Regions from separate parts of the Sus scrofa genome. Here regions 1, 2 and 3 are each linked to region 4. Evidence: chromatin contacts called from public HiChIP or PLAC-seq data. All regions are on one chromosome and are shown on one strand. The core of a region is the stretch at or near the end of the contact, and the rest is flanking DNA. Distances in the headings are between cores, read along the strand shown.

The links. HiChIP or PLAC-seq counts read pairs in DNA pulled down with a chosen protein or histone mark.
Region 1: an H3K27ac HiChIP or PLAC-seq map of alveolar macrophages shows a contact between it and region 4. The contact joins two enhancer-like sites. A contact is called at or near these places in 2 of 2 datasets of contacts at active chromatin or transcription factors (alveolar macrophages and skeletal muscle).
Region 2: a contact with region 4 is called in an H3K27ac HiChIP or PLAC-seq map of skeletal muscle, with 6 times the contacts expected there. The contact joins two enhancer-like sites. A contact is called at or near these places in 1 of 47 Hi-C or Micro-C datasets (heart right ventricle) and 1 of 2 datasets of contacts at active chromatin or transcription factors (skeletal muscle).
Region 3: a contact with region 4 is called in an H3K27ac HiChIP or PLAC-seq map of alveolar macrophages. The contact joins two enhancer-like sites. A contact is called at or near these places in 2 of 2 datasets of contacts at active chromatin or transcription factors (alveolar macrophages and skeletal muscle).

Annotation. Positions count from the first base shown.
Region 1 is chr5:90,719,526-90,722,568 of Sscrofa11.1, forward strand. The region is part of intron 3 of LOC106510428 (a long non-coding RNA gene); the gene reads left to right. Among named protein-coding and RNA genes, the nearest start is that of BTG1, 94 kb to the right of the region's middle. Within about 2 kb of position 1,591, at least 8 of the 83 cell types and tissues checked have an H3K27ac peak or open chromatin away from gene starts, as enhancers often do. A contact at or near this core is called in alveolar macrophages, where this site is marked.
Region 2 is chr5:90,569,534-90,572,233 of Sscrofa11.1, forward strand. No RefSeq gene overlaps it. Among named protein-coding and RNA genes, the nearest start is that of BTG1, 240 kb to the right of the region's middle. Within about 2 kb of position 1,333, at least 13 of the 83 cell types and tissues checked have an H3K27ac peak or open chromatin away from gene starts, as enhancers often do. A contact at or near this core is called in skeletal muscle, where this site is marked.
Region 3 is chr5:90,692,068-90,694,931 of Sscrofa11.1, forward strand. No RefSeq gene overlaps it. Among named protein-coding and RNA genes, the nearest start is that of BTG1, 120 kb to the right of the region's middle. Within about 2 kb of position 1,469, at least 16 of the 83 cell types and tissues checked have an H3K27ac peak or open chromatin away from gene starts, as enhancers often do. A contact at or near this core is called in alveolar macrophages, where this site is marked.
Region 4 is chr5:91,071,564-91,074,677 of Sscrofa11.1, forward strand. All of the region lies in intron 3 of LOC102159120 (a long non-coding RNA gene), which reads left to right. Among named protein-coding and RNA genes, the nearest start is that of BTG1, 260 kb to the left of the region's middle. Within about 2 kb of position 1,363, at least 38 of the 83 cell types and tissues checked have an H3K27ac peak or open chromatin away from gene starts, as enhancers often do. A contact at or near this core is called in alveolar macrophages and skeletal muscle, where this site is marked.

The DNA.
Region 1 (3,043 bases), core at 341-2,840, 350 kb before region 4:
CCATGAACCAGGAAATGGGCCCTTACCAGACATGGAATCGGTCGGTACCTTGATCTTGGACTCCCCAGCCTCCAGAAGTGTGAGAAATGTCTGTTGTTTAAGCTACCCAGTCTGTGGTATCTATTCCATGTTCTATTATAGATGCCCAGTGGACTAAGATGGATGTAGATGGATGGGTAGATGGATGGATGGATGTTTGGAATCAGTGAAGTGTGGAACAATGTGAAACATGTTAAGACATAAGACATTTACAAGCATGAGATTAAAAAGCTGATGTTGAGTGAATTCTGGTCACAATTTAAAGACAGAGGGCTAGGGCAGAAAGATACAGGAAGTTCAAAGAAAATCAGAAAAATTTGCACACCCTGTAAGTTGTAAACAAGAACTCCTTAAGTCATAGACATCTTTGGAAGAAAAAAGTGCATAACTTCTTGGGATGAGTACATAATGCAAACATTTTGTTTAGAACTTTTCCCATTAACTGCTGCATAATCTGGTCATTTGCAGGGTTTTGTGTCTTTGATCTCTCAGACTTTTGACTGACCACATCTAGGAATGTAATGGCAGGGAATGGAATGGCAAGCTTCCTGACAAGAAAGGCCTCTAATAGAGCAACATGTGTGCTGACACCACCATGTGCTTGCCTTTGACCCTTGCCATGACTTGACCTCCAGCTTCTGAGCATTCTGTTTCCTAGCTTTGGATCAGAGGTCACCACACTTGACCTCTGGCCTCAGGGTGATTGCTGACTCTCCCAACCCACAACTTGGTTTTGATTGTTCTGTATAATCTGTCATTCCCCAGGGTCCAGAAAACCTCTTCCACTAGTACCCACCAGCTGTTACCACCTTTGTTCTCTCTCTCCCCTGGTCCTGGCTGACTGAAATCTATAGCCCCTAACAATGGTGTGGTCCCTCCACGTGGCCTTGTGTGCTGACTTTGATTGAGTGCTAATAGTTATTATTATGAGTGCCCATTTTCTGAAATGCTAACCATGCTGCTACATTCAGCATCTCATTTAGCATTCAAGCATCCCATGAGAAAGATATCATTTATCTGTGTCTTTGGAGATCAGGAAACTGAGGCTCAGCAAAATTGACTGTAACTGGTCTAAGTTCATACTGAATTGAATGTAACTAGTCTAACTTTATAAGTGTCAGATTTAGGACGTCATTTTTGCTTCAAATCTATTTCCCATGCTTTCTATTTGGTAAAGATTTGCCATAAAACATCCCGGGGTTTTTCTGGGTATTGAATATATGCACTATGAAAAAGCTTTGTTTTGATTTTAAAGATGTTCTGCGTTTCAACGCACTGGGCCACTCTTGTGAGGATTTTAAGTCTTTTCAATCCGACCTCTTCTGTAACCACAGATGTAATAACTAGTTCCATGAAGCTTTGACCAACTTGCACAGGTGCAAGCTAACAGTGCCTCATCTCAACTCTCTGATTCTTAGCTTAGGACATTTGTGGGAAAACACCACTCATACTTGCACAATTTAAAAGTGCCTGGGCGCTAATGCCCATGAGTTCACCCTTGACCACTGTGGGGTGAGAGCCAAGGAATCATTTCCTCCTTACATCACCCAATGGCCAGCTCCCAAGTGCCTCTGCTAAACCTCCTGCAAAGATCTTGTAGCAGTGAGTACCAGTTAACCATAGCAATGGTCAACTGGAAAAGCCATTTCTGTATCAAGTTCCCGCCTTCCTTGTTTCACTTCCCTTGTCTCTCACTCCTGCTCTCTGAGGTCACACAAAATTGACTCAGGATTTGTTGCTAGGGATACCCAAGTTGACCCTTCCTCTTAGTGAGTCTGGATTGGTAAATCTTTTATAAACCTGTAAGTCACAGTTTTACATCTGACGTGTCTGCATGCACAAGGAGTAATCAAGTTTATTTGACTTCTCAATCAGTTGATTTGGCTTTGGGAACAGTTTTATATCAGTGTGGGCAGATGCCACTATGGAAGGTATTATCAGTGTATTTGAGTAAACTTATTTGTTTTTCATTCATAAGGGAACTGTAATTAACTGCTAAGTAAGATGATTCAAATTGGTTTTGAAGTTTCCTGGCTGCCTGTTCATAATTCTTATGTAAATGGTAACTAAAGCCTTTCCTTGGTGATAAAAATCCACACTAACAAATCAATAACGGTCCTTTCCCGTTCCTGATCTACCCTTCTGCCCGTGCACATGCACTGTCCTTGACAAAATGGGTAATGTCTGTACCTGAATAGCTCAGGCCCCTATGCGCTCTGTGCGAACAGAATCCCTGGCCAGTTTCGCTCATTCGATCCCTGCTTCTGAACTGATTGAGGCGAGGAGGAAGGCGGACAGGGGTGCCTTCTTTGGAAAAGCTTCCTGAGGGTTCTGCTACTCACCTACCCCTTGCCTTTCTTCGACCCGCTGCCCCTCCGCACCACACGTGATCTCACACCTGTGGTGGAAGGCAAGCCCAGACGCAAATGATGTGGTGATGCAGTGAAATCATTTCCATAGCACACCGCCTTTAGAATCTCCATGGACAGAAAAGTAAACCAGATGAGTGAAGTCAGCGGAGGGAAGAAAACTGAAAATTGAATGCCTTTCTTTCATTTTGTATATATATTCTTAAGAGGCCCAGAGCTAAATTGCTTTTTATGAAATCTCCTTAGCAAGCAAATTTGTATAAAAACAGATAAGCTTAGAAATTCTCACATCTCTCAGAGAATCAAATATTCCAGGTAATTATGATCTGGGGACCTGGGGAATTGATGGTTGTGGTTTATTCTGAATGTCAAGCAATAAAAATAATGGAACAGAGATCATATATAGATTATACACCATGGCTGATTCTCTTGTTTAGTTTCCCTTTGCACTAAAAAGTAGTATAGTCAGCACTGAGCTAGCTGCACTATTTGACCAAACAGCAAGATTAGTCATATCAAAATAGTATTTGAAAGAAAGGATTCCATTAGCTGCTTTACTGTCTTTTGTGTCTGAGACAAAGCTAGCATCAGTGTTCCGTGTGGGAGTTAAGTCAGTGAATATTGAGCTTCTAGAA
Region 2 (2,700 bases), core at 83-2,582, 500 kb before region 4:
CTCAGACAGCAGCCCACTCTAATTAAATCAGAATCTTTGTGTTGGGAGCCAGGTATCATTGTCTTTAATGGTATTCCCACGTGCAGCCAAGTTTGAGTGCCACTGCTAACAGCTTTTGTCTGGTGTGTAATTTCTACCCATTCATAGCAGAGCACATAATTAAAATCCTTAAGGAACTCCATCCCATCTTTAGATAGGAGCGATAGAGAGTGCATCGCCTAGGCTTTGCTAAGTTCAGTTTGCCTGCTCAGTGACTCTAAATGTTGATTAGGCTCCGTCATTTAAAGTGAAGTTCTAAGAACAAAATTTTAATTGTTTAGTTTTTCTTGAAAGCTCAGCTGTGTAGGCAACAGTGGCTTCTCCCCATGACAAGCAGCTGGTGCTGGGTAGCAGCAGATGGCTTTAGAGGGGGCCGGTGCTTCCACCTTTGCCCACAAGCCTCACTCACTAGCATCTCCTGTCTGCCCTATAGGAAGAGTTCTGGACACCTGGCATTGTTCAAATTTGGAGAAGTCTTTCAAACCTTAGCCTCTTCCATGTTAGAACGCAGGCAACTCCAACTTACTCCGGAGAGGCTTCTTTGATTGAAATGGTTCGAACAGTCCCTTAACCCCTGGATTGTTTAAAAGGTGATTGGGTTTCTCTCTTAGGTTCTCTGCCAGCTCGTTTTGCAGCCGCCCTCTCTCTCCCCCACCCCAAGAGAGTTTGTTCTGTTCTTTTGCTTTAAAAAGAAAACAAAGTGTGACTACACATCTATTCTCCAAAGACCACAGCTTCTCAAGGCTGAGAGCCAGATGCCTGTTTTGTTTTCCATCTAGAGCTGTACATGCAGAGAAAGTCAGCGGTGCAAGGCCCTTCTGCTTTGACCTTCCAAGGGCTGAATGCACAGCTAGTCAACAGTGGAGCTGAAAATAGAACCCAGGACTTTCAAATCATTGTTCTGCTCACTGGGCTGTGCTTCCTCCCATAAGAACTTGGTTAAACAACGTCCTGTTTTGCAAAAGTAGAAATCATATACTTGTGAGAAATTGGATGCCGAAGAAATACAGGCCCCACCCTCAGGAGAGATGGCACTGTGGCATCAAAGAAGCATGAATTCATTTCTAGCCCTGCAGCGTATAGACTGGATACGCTCAGAAATGTGTGTTGAATCATCATCTTTGTAGTGTGTGCCATGTCGAACAAGGAGTCCTCACTGAGGGCCAAGCGTGTATTCACCTAACAACCCACGGAAAGGAAATGTAGAATGTTGGAAAGAGTATCATGAAGGTGACAGGACGCGTGATAGAGGTGGTCAGGGACCTGGAATCTGAGTCGGGTGGCTTTTTGAGATAGGGTAGCAAGTGCTGTGGGAGGGACCAGAGGTTAGGTAACCGGTGATTCTCAGCTTAGGGATGTGTGTGGCCCGCAGAGAAGGGAGCAAGCAGATCTAAACAACAGGAGGATTAGGATAACCGACCCTTTCCAAAGCTCCTAGGAAGAGTTCAGAGCTCGCTCTTTCGTCCCACCATTTTGCAGAGAGCTCCTCTCTCCTTTAGGGAGATTGCATTGGCTTTCAGGAAGGCAGGAACCATGGGGTTCTCACTGCTGTCGCCCCCGCAGGCCTAGCACACAGCCTGTTCTGGGAAACAGAGCGAGCCAAGGACCCGACCTTCTGAGTTCCAGCCCTGGCTCTACAATCTCCCACCTGCGAGACTTGGGGCAAGTGACTTTGTCTGCGTGTCTCAATTTCCTCATTTGCAAAACAGACATAGTAATCGTCGTTCTCACCTCCAACAGTCACTGTGAAAACTGAGTTACTGCTTGTGAGGTTCTTAGAATATAGTACTTGGTACATAGTAGGCATTCATTAAGTGTTAGTTATTGGGGGCTATCAATACCTAATTTATAAATAGTCTAGCTAATAGTATTGGAGAGACTATGCCACGTGACTTGATAAACATTTTGCATGGATTATCTTCATTCTAAAAACAAGTACACAAGACAGCTTCTTTTATTGCTTCATATTACGGATGAGGCACTGAAGCACTCAGGGGTGAAGTAACTTACTCAGGGCCACACAGCTGGTGACAGGAGAAGGATTTGAAACTCTAATGGTCTGAAACCACATCTTTCACCACTCTTCTGCCAGTGAAGCTTGTATTTCCTAGGAGGTGATAGCTGCTTTATGATATTCTTTTGAGGCTCAAACATAATTTATTGACACTCTGAAAGTATTAAAAATATATCTACATATGTGAGGTGATGGTGATGACTAATAAACACACAAGAAATCCGCTCTCATTAGCCTCACTTAGCATCTCCAAAGGTGTTAAAGAGAATAATTGGCTTTAGGAACCAAAGAACAAGGAAAACTAGTCATTGCAATAGACCAAAATGCAATTTGATATGTGGGTGTCACCTATTCAAGATAACAGCCGTTGAATAAATTAACAAAAGAGCTTGTTGAGAACTGAAGTGACATGATCTTTCCCTTGTTTCTTGGCTGAAATGTACCCAGTTATGATACATTTTATTTACTTAGGTGCCTTGATCACTGAGTGGTTTTCTCAGCCATAAATATGAGGGGAAATGGTGAGATTATTTTTGTTGCAGAAATTATTTGGAGTGTTCTAGTGTTCTGGAAAGCAAACCAACCTTGAGGTTGGGAAATGAGGTTTCTGGCTGTGGCTTCATTATCAAGTAATTCCCTCTAGAACT
Region 3 (2,864 bases), core at 219-2,718, 380 kb before region 4:
TAGGACAAATCTGGCATCTGACAGCCTTCCAATACATAATGAATTTTAATGAATTAATATATTTGAGCTGAGAGAAAAGGACAAAAGACCCCAGGCAGAAGAAACCAGCACCTACAAAGGAATAAATTTGGTCTGTTGAAAACAGGAGCGAGCAAACTTATAGCCTAGGGACTAAATCTAGGCTGCCACTTGTTTTTTGGAGTAAAGTTTTATTGAAATATAGCCTGGCTCATTCATTTACACTACTGTTTATGAATGCTTTCATTCTACCACAGCAGAGTTGAATAGTTATGAAAAGACCTTACGGCCTGCAACCCTGAACAATTTACTCTGTGGCTTTTTACAGGAAAAGTTTGCCAACCCTTGGTCTGAAGGGTGGCATGCATGGCGGACCTGCTGGGAGATGGGAAGAGTTGGTGAGGGCAAGCTGGAATGGGTTTATGTGAGTTTGGAGTCACATGTAAGTCAAGAGAGAGTGAGACAATGGGTGCTTTTAGGCAAGGGAGTCCCTAAAAGGCAGGAACTCTGTAATGTACCTTGCGTCCAAAAGAGTGCTTTCTGTTTAAACCAGGTATCCCACTGGCAGCTGATGCCAAGACTCCTGCCTTAATGTCACTGCCATGTGTGGGATTAGCTCTTGATATAAGAACCAAAAGGAGGAGAAAAATCCCTTTGCTTCGCCCCACCCCCATACTCTGTGTTGGCCTAGAAATTATCTTTCTCTTGTGGCGAGTCTGATACAGGCGGCTCCAACAGAATCCATTCTTGCCTCTAGGTAACTGGTCTCCTCTGATCTCAAGACTCTCAGAAACATGAGGTTGGTTCTAGGGTCACCAGGAGACTTGTGTCTTCTCAGATTTGTCGGTCCTGCTTTAGGAAGTTTCCGGAATTTGGAAACTTCAGAATTGCGTCTATAGGGGGTGACAAGAAAATCGCTAAATTGTCCGTGGCTTGACAGCTCATCAGACCTTTTCCAAGTTCCCTCAGCCATGATTTGTCAGACTTCGCCACTGGCTTAAGGTCAAAAGATGCTGATCCGTTTTGCTTTTACTCAGACTGGATTTCACAATAAAGCGGCCTTTCCCCTGCTGTCTTTGGTGCTTATGATTTTAGCTCCAGCCAGACCCTACGTAAGGGCAGGAGTAGATTTTGAAGGGGAAAAAAAGGGAACAAATGTGTTCTGAATTTCACAGAACAAAGTGGAGCTCTGGCTTGGGGTGGAGCTTGGGAGTAGCTGCCCCCACCCCTCTTCCCTCTGAGAACGCGGTAGTGAAATCAGGTCTGCTTCAGTGAAGCTGTGGCATTTGGGTTTAATTTGATAGATCCCGAAGTGCCTACTTCGGTTTGAGACTCGGTTCTGGCTTGACTTTTTTTTGCCCATCGCTTAAAGTGTATGTGTAAGCAGAGGAAGCCAAGTTTCCACTTGTATATACTGAATCCTTCAGCCAGAAGCCCACAGCCCTTAGAACAGCTCGTGTCGTTTATTGGCTGGCCTTTAAAAACTCAGAGTATGGGTTAACTGAAAAGTGATAGGTTATCATTTGAAGAAGGAAGTGGAAACTTCCAAAGAGACAACAGTCTAGCACTAAGCCAGAGAAACAGAACGTTGATTTCTGCTATAGCCTTTGGGACCCGCTCTTTCTTCTGGCTTTAGAGTAGATCAGAACTTTTTTTTTCTTTTTTGGTTTAATTTAATACTTCAACGTTCAGGAAGGAACCAGATCAAGCTTTTCTAGGCATTATCGGCCTGGGATGTGCTGAATCAATTGCAGGCTTCATTTTGTAGGAGTCGGTATCAATGGATGGGGTGCTAGCTCAGCCCTTTTGAAAGTAACAGACGGCGTTGGCTCCAATAATTACATTAAGATCGTGGATACACACTTGCCTTGGGGATTTGGAGTTCGGCTTAATCAAATCTGGATTTGACATTTCACAGCCCACATCAAGGATTTCTACAAAGGAACATCAGAGAATTGCCAGCTCTGCTTTTGGTCTGACTTAGTGCCTCCTCCTGGGTAACTGAGCAGGCCTTGTGCTCATCTTGTTGATACTTTGGCTGCATCTCTGCCCAGCTGCACAGCGCTCAAAGCTTCTGCAGGTCATAGTTTCCTGCCATCCGTGGAAAGGCATTTATTTAGTGCCGGCCATGCCCCAGGGCCCCGGGCTAAGATCTGGGATAGATGCGGTGGGGAACGGGACTAACGGGACTCTGAGCTGTGTTCGTAAAATGTGACAAACAGTAAGAGCGACAGAAGCTCCCCTGTGGCTGAAAAGCGATGAGATATTCTTATTCACTCATTACTGCCACGTCCTGGTAGACAATGCCCACCCTGGAGGAGTTTACAGCCCAGTCCAGAGGTTCTCGACTCTAATCGCCCAGGAAGTCCCAGGAATGCCGATTTCCAAGGGAAACAAGGCATCTGCCCTTCTTATAGGCAGATATTTTTGAGGCACTTGTCCTTCGGACCATGCTTTGAGAACTACTGATAAAAGTACAAGTAATGTGAACAAAGCATTGTGAAAATAGCACAATAAGTGCTACACCTGTCACAGTGGAGGCTCAACAGTAGAAGGGCACAGCCCTGATTCGGAGGCCAGAGAAGGTTTCTGAGACGAAGATCTGGATCTTACAGGATGATGGAGGGTTTCATGGGGCAGACAGTGCTGCCGCGGGTGCAACGGCTGGGAGGGGAAGAGCGTGCCAGGCTGAGAGGAGAGCAGGTGAAGGACACCAACGTGGAGCAAGTAGACCTGTTTAGGTGCCCTGTGCGCATAGAGCTGGGAGGGAGAGTGAGGGAATTTGGGCCTAGAAAGCGGGCTGGAGGGAGCTCATGGAAGATCTTGAAAGACAGTGTCGGACTGAG
Region 4 (3,114 bases), core at 113-2,612:
TTCCCATCACAAATGACTTTTCAGTCTTTGGTATTTAGTTTGGCCAGCCAGTGGTTCATTACAAAAGTCCTCTAAGAAAAGTTAAAACCAGTTAATGAACAGAAACAAAATGTAGAACATTTTTAAAAACTCCTTGATACCTTTCAAATCATGAGTGTATTTTTGTAACTTGTGTTTCACATGCCATTTTGCGAGAAAACCAATGCTGGCCTTATAAGCATCCTACCACTGTAAACGAGACCCCCTTGGGGGAAATTTATGGCTTCTCACAATACAGTCTCTAATATTTAGGCTCCAACTCTGGAAGGCAATATTATCTCTTTATCCTATGAGACTAGCAGGCTGACCAAACCAAGTCTGAAAAATTTAGATGACGTTTAAAGAAGTCAGACTGTGCTGGGCAGATAACTTTAGTACAAGTCTAAAATAGAATCAGGAACATTGGAGCTGTTCTACTTCTGAACATGGAGACATTCTGCCAAGACATGTGTCATCACTATAATGAGTGCACTGGAGGCTGGGACGAGTGTTGGAAAGTCCCCCAGTGAGGGGGCTGCCAAGAGGTGCTTCTCTGAGACCTTTCCTCCAGGTAACCAGGCTACTATCAAATTTAGCTCATACATGATTCTAAGAAGTAAGAACAGAGAAAATATTCCACACTAGAAAAAATGGTAAGTTTCTCTATAGTCTTGGTTTATTTCCAATAAGTCTTGACTTCTTTTTCCATCCTACCCTTCCTTCCAGAGCTAAAAAGAAGTTCAATTTAGAATAGGGCTTGCCATGAGCACCTACACAAATCCAATAATCGGATGATTATTTCAGCTTGGTTAATTAAGTGGATAAGGTTCAAAACCATGGAATCGAGTCAAATATAACGGGGACTTTATATCCACCACATTTTGTAAGTTCAGAGGAACAACTGGAACAAGTGGATTTTAATATTACAGATGCTCTTTGTCATTGTCTGCAAGTTTATCTGAATGGTACAAACTAAATGGATGAGTTTTTGAAAGAAGCGGGTGTTCAAGTGATACCAAATGACAAAGTGTATTAAATCACCATGTGGTGTGTGGCACCAGCTCCTGGCCCTCATGAGGGAAATAAGCCTGGCCCACATGTGGTGGTCGTTGGCAGAACTCATGTACACATCTCCTTTCTGCTGAAAAAGAACAGACATCTATTGGAAACAAACTGAAAAAGACACATCCTCTTTGATATGTCACTGAAAGGGAAAATTAATGTGATTGTAAGGCAACAGGATGTGGGTGTGTGACTCACAATGTAAGCGGCCCACATGATGCATGTTGACATCAGCGCTGTGGGGACATTTCCTTGGGTTTCACACCAGCAGCCGTTGAACGGGCTCCTTAGAGCAGCCCCACACACGCAGCATCAAGCAAGACTTCGTGGCTCTGTCTCTCCCACGGCCCTGGTGTCCACAGAGTCTTAGGGGAGAGCTGACGTTGCTCAACAACCCTCCCTTCCTCCGTGACCTGCTTCTTCCTCCAACCATTTGCACCGCTGCCATGCTCCAAGCTGCCCGGGAAGAAGAGCGAGGGCTGCGGGAGCCCTGCTCACTATCCAGCTCCCTGAGAGATAAGAGCAGCCGTTTCTTTCCCCATCCTTGTCCCAACCCGCTTTGTAATGATGGGAAGATGTTGCTCCCCAAAATACAGCTGAGGCTAGAAGCCATATGTGTGCTCGCCTCTATCCTGTGGACCTTATCTCTCTCTTCCTGATCGGGTTCTTCTGCGGTACAGGTTGTTCTGCCTCTCGTAATTATTGTTTGTGTACAAACCTTATTCCTCCTCTTTGAAATAGGGAACACGATCTACTCATCTTTTTATTGTCTGCAGCAGCTATAAAAGGCCCTAAAAATAAATGTTTATTAAGTTGAATAAACAGAAGCGTTTGAATAGAAAACAATAGGTACATTAACTAATCAACAATTTACGGAGTGTCACCTATGTTCTAAGCACTGTCCAAATTCTAAGTGTCACGAGTGTGAATACTCTAAATTCTTGCTCTCAATTAAGTCATTTGAGAGAGAGAGAGAGAGATCCCAGGGTGTAGTGGAATACAGAACAGGAAGGAATGTAGTCAGCCTAGGGCAATCAGTCCAGGCTTCTGGCAGAGGATGAGCTGACTTGGGTCCTGAAGGATGGGTGATATTCAAGAGGCAGAAAAAAGGAAACGGGCATTCCAGACAATATGAGCATTCTTTGCAAAGCCACAGTCATGGAAGTACAGTTTTAATTAGGAAACTAAGGACAGTTGAGACTGCAGCATTGAGAGGAACAGGGAAAGAAGGGACAGAGGAGAGGTTATTTACTTTCTATGGCTACATCACAAATGATCACAGACTTGGTGACTTAAAACATCCCATGTTTTTTATGTCAAGGTTTCTGTGGATTAACTGAGTCCTCTGCTCAGGCTGAAATTGCAGAGCTGCTTGGGCCTATGATCTCTTGGAGACTGAGGCGCCTCTTCCAGGCTCACAGAATTGTTGGCTAAATTCATTTCTTTGAGGCTGTATGATCCAGAATTTTTTTTTTTTTTTTTTTCTTGCTAGCTATTGACTGAAGACTACTCTAAGCTCCTGGAGGTCACCCTCAGGTCCTTGCCACATGGGTGGTCCATAGGCTCTGTCACAACATGCCAATTTGTTTCACTTCTGAGGTCACCTGGAGGGCATCCCCGTAACACTTCCCCTGTCTCGTAAAGACCTCACCTGATTAGGTGTGGCCCATCCAGGCTATTCTCTCTTTAAATTAGCTCAGAGTCAAGTGGTACATAACTAGAGATACACCATAATATTCACTATCCCTGCCCCATATTCAAAGGAGGGTATCAGAGCAGGGCATATCTGCAGGGGATTGAAATCTTGTCACTGTTTTAGTATTATTCCTATCACAGAGGAAGCAGCGGGAATAGTGGAGGAAAAAACCCCAAAAAACTGGGGTCCAAAACTTGAGTCTTTTCTGAGCCCTGCCACGTGTTATCCATCCACAGTTGGGTCCCTTCACAGATATAAATTCTTACACCTATAAAATGGGATGAACCTCATAGAGGTGGTCTCAGTAGTAAATGCAATCATATACCATAAAAAACTCA